2 separate regions of the Mus musculus genome follow, and region 1 is linked to region 2. A link is a contact called in public Hi-C data. All regions are on one chromosome and are shown on one strand. The core of a region is the stretch at or near the end of the contact, and the rest is flanking DNA. Distances in the headings are between cores, read along the strand shown. Region 1 holds the start of Aimp1 (aminoacyl tRNA synthetase complex-interacting multifunctional protein 1). Region 2 holds the start of Larp7 (La ribonucleoprotein domain family, member 7).

The links. Hi-C and Micro-C count contacts between places; a contact is called where the count stands out from the background.
Region 1: a Hi-C map of CD8 T cells shows a contact between it and region 2, with 6 times the contacts expected there. The contact joins the promoter of Aimp1 here to the promoter of Larp7 in region 2. A contact is called at or near these places in 1 of 39 promoter capture datasets (pre-B cells) and 2 of 484 Hi-C or Micro-C datasets (CD4 T cells and CD8 T cells).

The regions. Positions count from the first base shown.
Region 1 is chr3:132,681,827-132,687,721 of GRCm38.p6, reverse strand. Aimp1 (aminoacyl tRNA synthetase complex-interacting multifunctional protein 1) reads left to right here and starts at 3,843. Exons shown (of 7, transcript NM_007926.2): 1 at 3,843-3,929. The coding sequence starts at 3,928. It overlaps Tbck (TBC1 domain containing kinase), which reads right to left and starts at 3,578. Exons shown (of 26, transcript NM_001163455.2): 1 at 3,328-3,578; 2 at 730-950. The coding sequence starts at 922.
Region 2 is chr3:127,549,824-127,555,904 of GRCm38.p6, reverse strand. Larp7 (La ribonucleoprotein domain family, member 7) reads left to right here and starts at 2,556. Exons shown (of 13, transcript NM_138593.2): 1 at 2,556-2,722. It overlaps Zgrf1 (zinc finger, GRF-type containing 1), which reads right to left and starts at 2,416. Exons shown (of 26, transcript NM_197997.2): 1 at 2,250-2,416; 2 at 520-609. The coding sequence starts at 540.

The sequences.
Region 1 (5,895 bases), core at 2,594-5,093, 5.1 Mb before region 2:
AACAACACTGTAACTGTTCCTACCGCACAGTAATATGATAAAGATTATTCATTGCTACAAGTCAGTGATTCTCAACCAGTGGGTTGTGACTTCTTTAGCAAATCTCTTTCTCCAAAAATATTTACATTATGTTTCATAATAGTAGCAAAACTAGTTATTATGTATCAACAAAAATAATTTTATGGTTGAAAATTAGTCAACCATCGTAATGAGAGATATCATAACAAAAGATTATTCTGCTCATAACCTACAAAAACCAAATATTCTCAGAGCAAATACTTTTTCAAAAATGAGCTATCCAATTTCAAGTATAGCTTAGTATGCTTTTTCAGAGAAACAAAGAAAAAGTAAATATTTATGAAGGTCGTCTTCACCATTAGGTAGAAACATATGAAATGTATTTTATAGAAAACATGGCTGAATATCAGAAAGCACAAAGGGTTGACTTTCATGTACTTTTTTATCTCCACATGCTCAGTCCAGTACAAAGAACTCAACGGCACTCAACACTGCTGTCTCAAGGCACACACTTTTCCACTACTTTAGTTCTGTAAAGGCAACTGCAACAGTGAGACAGTAAGAGTCCCTTTCACGTCAAGTCAGTCAAGAGTACTCTGAAGCACAGAGAGCAAGGTCCTGACTGCTTGTCAACAGATACTGACGCAGTATTTTCAAACTGCATCTGGAATTGAGGCAGTGAACATAAAATTCAAAAGAGAAAGATCTTACCATGCTTTCCCCTAGAAATATCCACATATTGGCACAGTCTGGGGTGGGTGATGGTCTTAAGGATTTGAAAGCGACCTAAGATTTTGATGGAATTTGGTGTGAGAGGAAGTCCGTTGCTTCCACAAACATCATGTGGGAGAGCAGAGGCAAAGAAGGTAAAGGCGCCCATCTCAGCATCCTTCAGAGGAAACATTTTGTAGTCTTGGATCCTTTAAGATGATCTACAAAACGAAAGAATTTTATGACACAATGAGCTAACATTAATCCAGTACTTTCTCAATTTAAAATTAAAAGTCGCCGGGCAGTGGTGGCTCACGCCTTTAATCCCAGCACTTGGGAGGCAGAGGCAGGCGGATTTCCGAGTTCGAGGCCAGCCTGGTCTACAGTGAGTTCCAGGACAGCCAGGGCTACACAGAGAAACCCTGTCTCGAAAAAACCAAAAAAAAAAAAAAAAAAAAAAAATTAAAAGTCAACTTGGAAAAACAATACAAAACAACCATGATACTCTGAGAGCAAGTATTTTTAAAAAAGTCAGTTTAAAAATTTAAAGACAATGTTTGAAAGAAAAACACCTAAGCACATGTTTATATTGCAGCTCAAAATCAATTTCAAAGGTTTTCAATAGCGTAAAAAAGAGAAGAGTTAGAAGATTTCATCTTCCCATTCAATTATCCCTGCAACTGAGGAGGGGTGTGCTGTTGCTTTGCTGTTCTGCTTTGTACAGGGTCCTCACCTAGCCCAGGCTGGCCTTGAACTCCTAACCCCCTGCCTTCACCTCCCCGGGACTTGCTTACACACATGCACCACCTTGCAGGGCCACGTAGCCATAGAAGGGGATGCATGCTTTCTCCAAAGAGAAACCAAAAGGCAAAAACAGAGGAAGGGGGTTTGAAAAGGAGAAAGGTTAAAAATATATCTAAACACACAATCTACTAAATCAAGCACACTTACCATTGGAGGGAAAGAATGAACCTGAATTATCTTTGATATTACAAAAAGGTCCATGGTCATGACATTGAGGGAAGGAAAAAATGTGACCTAGCACACTGTGTGGGTTTGCACTGAAAAGTAATTATAAATCCCTACTACCATGAACATTTGTTTTTCTGCACATAGATTAAACAACACACTTAGGAACTATGACTAATTTTGACAATGTATAAGTAAAAGTCCTGCTAAGGAAAAAATGCAGGTGTCCCTAGACTACACTAGGAATTAATGATAGCACTATTTGCTAGACTTCATCAGCTAATTAGTCATAACTTTTTGTTTAAAGATACTACTTGCTTTCAAAACATAAAAAGCCAAGTACTAATAGCCATATGCATTTGATGACTGACCAGGAGAGAAACCCTAGACTGCCTCAATCTGGTTTGACAATTGAAATTAATGTGTGCTCTTTATAATAAAAAGGATATACACATTAGTTCCACCACAGATCGGTTATGCCCATCCTGTTTTTACGAAAAGTTTTGATGCAAACCACTTCATATCCAATGCACACCTCAGACTTGCTCTACAAGAAGCCTGTAGAGCACAAGGCTCCTCTGTTCATTGGGAGCCAAATAAAGTCTCCCATAGGCTTTCAGAATTAATGGACCTGAAAACTTGGTAACACAGGCGAATTTGTTTTCTTGGTGATAAATGGAGAGAGCCAGTGCTATTCTCATCATAATAGAGGAGTCAAAACACATACTCAAAAGTTCATGTGAAAATAGTTATGACCACTATTCTGAATCTTGTCGATACTGTGAGCTAGCTTAAGTCTACTTGAATCTTAACTTCTTATTCAATGAGTAGATGCAAAATTACAGAAAGTTATATCTACATAGCAGGCTTGAAGTCATAGGAAAGGTGAGACATAACCTCAGCATTTTAATATTTAACTTTTACAATGATATATTAGATTTTCCGTTATAGACATTAAATAACATACAACTGAAAAATCAGACAAGTGTTTATGACTCAAAAAGATAAACCACAAGCAAGAAAACAAATTTCAGTATCAGTCTATCTCTCTGGTGTGCATGAAGCTCACGAACAAAAAATTGACACACACACACACACACAGGTGCTCACACTTGGTAACTAGAAGAGAGTGAAAAATGAAAACGATGAAGTCAGAGATTACAAGAGAAAGCCATGTAGGCAGGTAGTTGGCTTGGAAAATTTACTCAGGGAATACTTTGAAACTTCTACGTTAAGTCTGACGTTTCTGTAGCCAGAACACTGAAAACCACAAACATGGCCTGCACCTATAATGAACAAGACACAATGTAAACTCTTAAAGAGATTGGAGATGACTCACGTGAGTCGAAAATGTAGAAGAAGAAGAGGAGGAGGAGGAGAAAAGGGGGGAAAAAAGAGGGGTAGTGGGGAGACGTGGATTTTATCCAGAGTAAAATCGTATTTGCATTTCTAAGACTCGGTGAACTTGGGCTTCAGGGAGAAGGAAGTTTGGAGACAAACACAACAGCAAGCAGCTCCACAGATTGGTTCTATGGGTTCCTGCAGAATGGCCGGGTCACTCACAGTACCTGATTGTCCCACAAGTCCCACCCACTAACGCCAGGCAAGCGGCGACACCAGAATACCTGCCTGAATCTGGGGACGCAGAGATTGGGGGGTTGAGCTCCTAAGCGCGGAAGCTATGCCTGGCAGTGCTTAGTGGGCCGTGTCCTGCATTTCAGGCGCGTCTACAAGAGGCCGCCTAGGGAAGGTGACAGCCGGAGCGACACGCCTCCGTCCGCGCGGGCCTCCCGGGTCCCCGGCTCAGAACCCGAGGGTGAGCGCGCACCTCGCTCCACTGACAGCGCCCAGCACCCCCTCCCCCGCCGCCGCCTCGGGTCGGCCACTGCTCATGACGTCACATCGCCGAGACGCAACCCCGGGGGAAGACCCCAAAACTTCCGGCCGCCTGTCCCTTGCCCAGACAGACAGCCAAATGTAGCGAGTGAGAAAGAAGTGAGGGAAGATCGGAGGGAGGGAGGAAGGAAATGGGAGATGGGAGCTCAGTGTGGTACAGGGAGAGAGCTGGCGCAGGCAGCGGACGGCCGATGAGCGGTGAAACTGTGAAACGCTCAGGCATTTATCAGGGACAGCCTCCTGGGTCCTTTCTCGCTGCCGGGGACTGCGGGAGGCTGGCCCTTCCTTCTCCCGGCTGAGGCTGCTCAAGAGCTGCGGTTGGGTCACCGCTTCATGTGAGTGTCCCGATCCAGAGTTCTTCCCTTTCTCACCCGGGAAAAAGAACCTGACCTTCTGTGTAGTAGTGGGAAGCGCGGTCAAAACCTCCACCCACGTGCCCCCTTTTGATTCAACTTAGTTTGGGCAATGAATACGTGGCCGAGGGAGAGCATGCTACTGGAGGCAGGGGGTGAATGCATTACCTTGTTTCCTTTTAAGTGAGAGTGCAAAGGATTTCCAGTGTTTGTACGTGAGGACGGGTTGAAGAAGGAGATTCCTTGATTTCAACAGATATTAGAAACACCAGCTACCACTATACTCCCGGCAACAGTTTAGTTATTGGGTAAAGATCCATAAACTAAGTAGAAATGACTGTCAACGAAACGGACAAAAATCCCAGTCGTTGCCTCTCGGCTAGGGCTTATTGTTGAAGTACAGCATTAAAAGTAAGGTGAACACTCTGTATTTTAATATTGATATGTTTTACTTATGGGTATGTGTTCATGCCCGAGTGAGTTTTTGTGCAAAACTTGTGTGGAGGTAAACGCGGAGGCTAGAAAGCATCAGACCCCTGGGACCTGGAGTTACCTGTGATTGTGTGCTCCTGTGTAAGTGCTGGGCCCTGAGCTTGGGTTCCCTGCAACAAGCACTAAACGCTTTTTAGTGTTGGCATTTTATACTTAAATATTTTAGATTATAAGTACTGCACAGAAAAGGTATTAAGCCATAAAAAAAAAAAGGTAGATTATTTGACATGGTTGCCAGAGAAGGTTCTCAAGGAAAAGATGGCTTTCTAGGAAGGAGGTGACACAAATAGAATTAACAATAGAGAAAACCTTCAAGAAGTACAGTCAGTCATAAGGCCAAGCCATTGCGAAGGCCATGCAACAGAAACTTACCAAAGTATGAAGGGGTCTGACCAATGCCTGTGGGCTCAGAACTGAGAGAGGGGATTCATGATGCAGACAGAGAGTGTGGGCTAATCAGGGGGAGTGAAAGCCATAGAAGGTTTTCCAAGGCCAAGTAATGTTACCCAGCTTCGTTTTAAGAGGGTTACTCCATAGCCCTCTTAGACTGGGGGCAGAAGTGAGAAAGGAGATCAGTTAGGAGGCTTTTGTTTTACCTCAAAGGGAACATAACAGTGTCTTCAATAAAGGTCCTAAGTGTCCAGTCAGGTCTTGAGTGTGTTTCCCAAATAATGAAAGCATTTAGGCTTTGGGAAACATTTTGAGTGAATTGTGTGAATTTCAGAATGACAAACATAAGTTAAAATCATGGTTTTGCCGTATAATAATTGGATGAATCCAGACAATACATATACTTTCTCCTGGTGTATAAAATGATATCTTACATGGTGGAGAGTAAATGTCAATGTCAAATGTCCATTAGTTATTGTTCTTATTTGCATTCTTGAATTGGAAGTAGGCGTGATGGTGTGGTTGAAGTGATTGGTTAACTTATTTTAAAAATGAAATGATAAAAGATTGTTCACTGTGATAACAGGAGGCCTAGCCAAGCCTTTTGCATTTTATGTATGTCTTCTACTGGGAGAAAAGGTTTTGAATTAAGTCATAATATTAGAAAAGCATGGATTATCCCTTCATAGTAATCAATTTTACTTTCTCCCCCCATTGTCATCATTTAATATGGCTAGAACTTCCTGTGTCTTCATCAGTAAAGAGAAAAAAGGGCTCTCCAGTAAGGGGATAAGAATCTAGAATAAATAGGAGCTTTCACCAGAAACAGCCTCAGGTCTTCTATGGGTTTTAGCAAGGCTTGGTTTAAAAACTTAGCAGTGGGATCAATGTCAGTGAGTGTTTATGGAGCACATTGTCCTCACATTTACCAAAGTATTTACTTGTCCTTACCTTCTGACTTGTGACATATGTGTTAAATGGCAACAGGAATTTAAAGTGGTCTAAAGGTACCATGTTGCTGTAGAATATCTTGGCAATTAGATTGTGAAGCAACTGGGGAAATGTT
Region 2 (6,081 bases), core at 1,307-3,806:
GAAAGGGCAAGTAAGAGTCTGTAAGTATCAGAGTGTGCTAAGCGCCACATCGTCAGTGGGGAGGAAGCCCAGCTCCCAGTTGCATACTGTTTCTTATTCACATAGCTCTCTGAGTACAGTCCAAAGTCTGACAGCTCCGCAACGCTCACAGCATCTGAGGTCAGAACAACTTCACACCGCTTTTAACTTTAGATTCCACCTCCGTCAGAGGAAGAATGCAGTTCCCAGCTGTTATATGTGGTGCTGGATTCAATTAGATTGAATACAGAAACAAGTGTGACAATCCAGCTGCATGTTACTACCTCAAATGTTAAATATAAAGAAAAAAAACAAAAAAACAAAAACAAAACCTGTCTAGCAATGCAAGTGGGAGGCAGAGGCAGGCGGATTTCTGAGTTCGAGGCCAGCCTGGTCTACAGAGTGAGTTCCAGGACAGCCAGGGCTACACAGAGAAACCCTGTCTTGAAAAACAAAAAAAAAAAAGAGGAGGAGGAGCAGAAGAGGAAGAAGACAACTTACAATAAACTCTTGACATTCCATTGTGTCTTCTGAGATTATAAACTAGTCAGGTCCAGAAAACAATCAGTTTTTAGTCAGCATTTATATCCTCTAAAATGAAAAACAGCAAAGAATGGTCAATCGACCCTGATAAAAAGAATAAATATCAAGTACAAACTTTTTCAATAAATCCTGACTGGAGACAGAAACCAAACAATTCCAAGACTATGAAGCCACCAAGAGAAACAAAACTGTATCTGTCATGGAGGACAGAACTGCGTGACACCACACAGGAAAATAAAGGTAAAACTCATAGTTACTAGAAATCTGTAAACATCTCTCCAGTGGCTTGCTATATACCAGAAAATGGATTGTTTTCCCTTCAACATGTACTGCTCCTTAGAACCCAACTTCAATTTTATTTTTCAAAATCATTATACTTACCACAAGATGGCCCCCTTGTGTCTTAAATTTTTCCTGCTAGCGTAATCCCTAGTTATCCAAGAACTAGTTTCAGGACCACAAATATTAACATCCGGCGCCAGCCACTTGAGTTCACATATAAAACGTCATAGTTGTTTCGCATATAATAGGAGCATGCACATATTTTCTAACATAAATAAGTTATCTCTAGATTACTTGTACCTAGTAGGTTGTAAATGATATGCAAACAGTGATTAAACTGCATTGTTCAAGAAATGGTAACAAGCCTGACTTGGTGGAACACAACTTTGATTCCAGTGCACAGGATGCACAGTCAGGTGGATCTGTGACTTCAAGGCAGCCTGGTTGCCTGTCTACCTATAGGGCTCCAGGACAGTCAGGACTAACTACATAGATAGACACTGTCTAAAAGGAAGAAATAAAAATGATAATTTAAAAATCTGTATGCTCAGTACTAACAACTTTTTTCTATTTCCCATCTATAACTGGCTGAATACAGATCCAGAAATTACAGGTACAGAGGGTTGACTATATACCCTAGTCAATATAGCACAACATCCTAGAGCCAAATATACAATATATAATTCCTCTGCAAGGAAAATTTTGTTCTTTCTTTTACCCAGTGCTAGGGGCTGACAAAAGGGACTATATGTAAACTAGGTAATAGTGCTTACATGCATCCAGTCCTTTATGTTTGTTTAAAATAGGATCTGACCATATTGCACAATCCCGTCCTAGCCTCTGGAAATAGCTGGGATATTACAAGCAATATGCCACCACACCCAGGAAGAAAAATCTCTTGGACAGTGCTGCAGCAGCCACTGTAACTACCATGTTAACTATAAGGTCAAATTTTGAAATCTTGAAATCGTCGATGGTGAACTGAATACAGATGCAAAAGCAGCACACATAAGCACACATATCTTCAAGTGGTTCCAGGGACATGACCTGACAATTAGTTAGCAATGAACATTTTAGGTCCTATTCTTTTAGGTCCTATTCTTGATCTATTACGTTAGGAAGTCCAGCTCTGGAGCCCAACAACAGTTTCTATCTGGCCCTCTGCAGTGATGAAAAACTGTCACAATAGCTCAGAACAGCACCGCTCAAACCAGGAAAGTTTCCAAACCACGAACGGCCTGCTAAACCACAAGGAACAGTACAGATCCCTAAAAGAAACATAGCTTCACTTGCCAAGCCTTGACACTTCAAGGTTTTGTATCACTAAATAATAATGGCCCCCTTGGTCCTATGTCAGCCCCTAAAACACCCACAACCGGGATGGGCCGCTATGGTGACCGCCTCACCCGGCACTCTAACGGCGCCTCGTGGGTCGCTTCCGTGGAGGCGAGTCAGTGTCCAGTGCTCTCCCAACCGCGCCAAGTCGCCCGGTCTGTCCACCCTTCTTGCCTAGAACACGGGAGAGAAAAGTCTCCACTTCACCGGCTCAATGACATAAACTCCACTTTCTAATTTCTCCCGCCAACTTAAGTGACGTCATCAAGCAGGGACGGTACCGCGGAGGCCCCGCCCGCCGCCGTTCGCAAACCACCAATGGAACTCCGCGTGCCAGCGCAGTCACCGCGTGGCTCCCGCCCCCGAGATGCTCCGCCTATGACGTCAGCAACGAACCCTGGGCCTCGGACCCGTCTTTCCGTAGCGGGCTGAGAGAAGCGCGTCGCTACTCGAATGACGCAAATTTCCGCCGACCGCAGGGGTCGGGAGAAGGAAAGCGTGGGAGAACACAAGCGCTGACCGTGGATCTGGGGACGAGCACGGAGTAAGTCACTACTGGCCTGCAGAGCCTCTCAGACCCGTAGAGGTGGGAACTCCTCTCAGTCGGGTCTCCTGAGGGCCACCCTCCATCCGCGGTCCGCCTCACCCCGCCCCCGTCGCCACTGTGCCGTTGGTTTGGCGCCGTGCGTTGTGCGCACGCGCAGTTCCCTGGCGGCCCCTGCTATTCGGAGCTCAGTACAGAGGGGGCGGGCCGAGCTTGGGGTTGGGGTGTTTGGGGCACGCCCGGCTGCGGGGGGGGGGGGGGGGGGGAGTCTGTGCGGAAGTAGGGTTGCTCAGAGGAACTGTGGGTGTTAGGCAGGTTGTCTTCCCAAAGGACATCAGTTGTGAGAACTTGCATTCTAAAGTTCAGTCTTTTCTTTTTGCTAGTCCCTCTATAGAAAAAGCCGTTGTAGAAGGGGCTAACAGTAATGAATTTAAGTTCTGAGTGCGTTTATGAGAAATTAAGGAGAAATATGAGTGGAGAGTTCATTGAGAATGGAAATCCTCAAGAAGTAAGACTGCCTTTTAGTAGTCTTTCGAAGCCGGGCGGTGGTGGGAAACCGAATGACTTCATAAAACATTCACACTAAAAGATTATTTGGAGCAAAGTTCCAGACCGCTAAAGGGTTTGCCGTGACTACAACTTTGGTTCTCAATCTTTTGGGTACTCTTCTTTTTGTTTAAAGCCTGGAAAATATTATTGTCGAGTTCCTTTGAAAATTTTACATGTACCTGTGGAAACATTTTGTATGTGATTTTACAAACAAAACCTTTGATTTAAAATTTAAAAAAAAAAAAATGGTCTTTTGCTTTACATCTAGCACAGCTTACTTCCAGATTATCTGTGACATTCACTGTCTTTGGGCAGTGTTGCAACTTTGTAACTTGTTGAAAACATAAAGATGAAAACCATGTTTGCCCAATCATTGCCCCTGACCAGTATATGTTAACATTCATTTTGACTTTATGCTGCATATTGATCTGGTCTTTTCTCCTTTAAACAGACTAGTTCCACTTAAATTTACCATATTCCTTTATATTTGTATAAGCATGATTTTACCTTTTGTTTAAAAGTTTGTCTTATAACATCTCATGGATTCCTAAGATGTCTTTAAACTCCCAGAAGTGTCAGGGAGGTCAGATGAAGAATTCCTGGGACAGCCCAGGCAGTGGTGACGCACACCTTTAATCCCAGCATTTGGGAGTTGGCAAAGGCAGGTGGATTTCTGAGTTCGAGACCAGCCCGATCTACAGAGTAAATTCCAGAACAGCCAGGCTATACAGAGAAACCCTGTCTTGAAACCACCACCCACCACCCCCCAAAAAAGAAATTCCTGGGTCAGAATATAGTGTGAATGCTGACAGAGTGTAGCTTCTACTAAACGGTAGACAGTGTAAGAGTCAAACACCTCGGTTTGCTTACCTACCTAGTTTTGACTGAATTACATAACCTTTCAGCCTCCCTTTGAAAAGGGGAAAGAAACGACCAAGTAGGATTGTCAAGATTTAAAACTATCTATCTATATAAATATCTGGCATTGCTTCACAGTAATTTCTTTGTTCCAAGACTGTGAGTTTTGTGGGTGGATGTTGTTTGTTTGTTTGTTTGTTTGATTGTTTGGAGGCAGGATTTTTTATGTAGCTCTGGCTGTCCAGAAATTCTGCAGAGCAGGCCAGCCTCAAACTCAGAGATCCACCTGCCTCTACCTCCCAAGTACTGGTATTAAAGTTGTGTATCACCACATTCATTTAGCAGTATATTTATGACACTACAAAAAAAAAGAAAAAAGAAAAACTTATCAGAATCACTAATGTTTCAAGTTTAGAAATAACCTTCACAGACTAGAAAGATAGCTCAGCCATGAAAAGCTAGGCTCACTCCCAAAAATATAAAATATAACCATCATAAACCATATGAGTATTATGGACAGGTGACACAAACTTCTGTAAAGGATAGGTGACTTCTAGTGCAATTATAAACTCATATTCTAATAGCAGATGGAGAAAACATTAAATGGGGGTAAGAGCCATTTCAAAGATGAAATTGATAGGATTTAGTGAAAGATTGGTAAAAATAACATGGCATCATGTTTTCCATGGCAGCTTTTCCCCCTTTGGGTTTTGGTTTTGTTTTGTTTTTTTTTGTTTGTTTGTTTGTTTTGTTTTTTGGGGTTTTTTTTTTGTTTTTTTGGGGGGGGGGGTAGGGGCAAGACAGGGTTTCTCTGTATAGCCCTGGCTATCCTGGAACTCAGTTTGTAGACCAGGCTGGCCTCGAACTCAGAAATCCACCTGCCTCTGCTTCCTGAGTGCTGGGATTAAAGGCATGCTCCACCACACCTGGCTGGTTTTTGTTTTTAAGATTTATTTTGTTTATGAGTACAGTGTAGCTGTCTTCAGACATACCAGAAGAGGGCATCAGATCCCATTACAGATGGTTGTGAGCCAGCATGCAGTTGCTGGGAATTGAACTCAGGACCTGTGGAAGAGCAGTCAGTGCTCTTAACTGATGAGCCATCTCTCCAGCCTGCGAGTCTTTTTTTAAACTTATGTAATATACATGTGTATGTATGAATGTATGTGTGTATACCGGAATATACGTGTGTGTGTGTGTGTGTGTGTGTGTGTGTGTGTGTGTGTGTGTATGAATGTATGCGTGTATACCGGAATATATGTGTGTATGTATGAATGTATGCATGTATACCGGATGCCCACAGAAGTCAGAAGAATGCTTGGATCCCCCTTGGAACCAGACTTATAGGCGGTTGTAAGCTTTGATATCAGTGCTAGAAACTGAACCTGTGTCCTCTGCAAGAGCAATAAGTATTCCTAACCACATCTCTGCAGACTTCTCCACAGCAACATTTTAAAGTGCTTAAACCACATTTTCTTTAATCAATCTTCACAGACTTGTGTCTACCTTTTATGGACCACAGAAATGAGAAAACTTCCAGACACATGCAGATATGGTTTGGTCAACTTGGTGGATTATAGTGTTAACATTAGTGAGGATAAATAGATTTTGGCCGGAAAGAATACATTTCCTTTGAAATGTGTGGAATGGCAATATAATTATTCATTACTACAGGACCTTGGGAAAGTACAAATAGGGTTAGGAGTGCAGCAAGGGCTGAGGAGTGGTTCAGTGGTAGGATATGGAAAGCCATGGGTCTAATTCCTATTCCTAGCATCAAGGAGAAAGACAGACAGAAAGTGGGTAGAGATGAGGAAGCTCTGTAACCAAGGTGTAGCCATTTAACTAACTGGTTTTCTTTGGACCTGGAGTAGGGAAGCTAAATTGTTCTGTAGTTTATGTGACTTTCTGTTTGGTCTGTAACTTGTTCCAAATTGAAGGTGTATTTGATC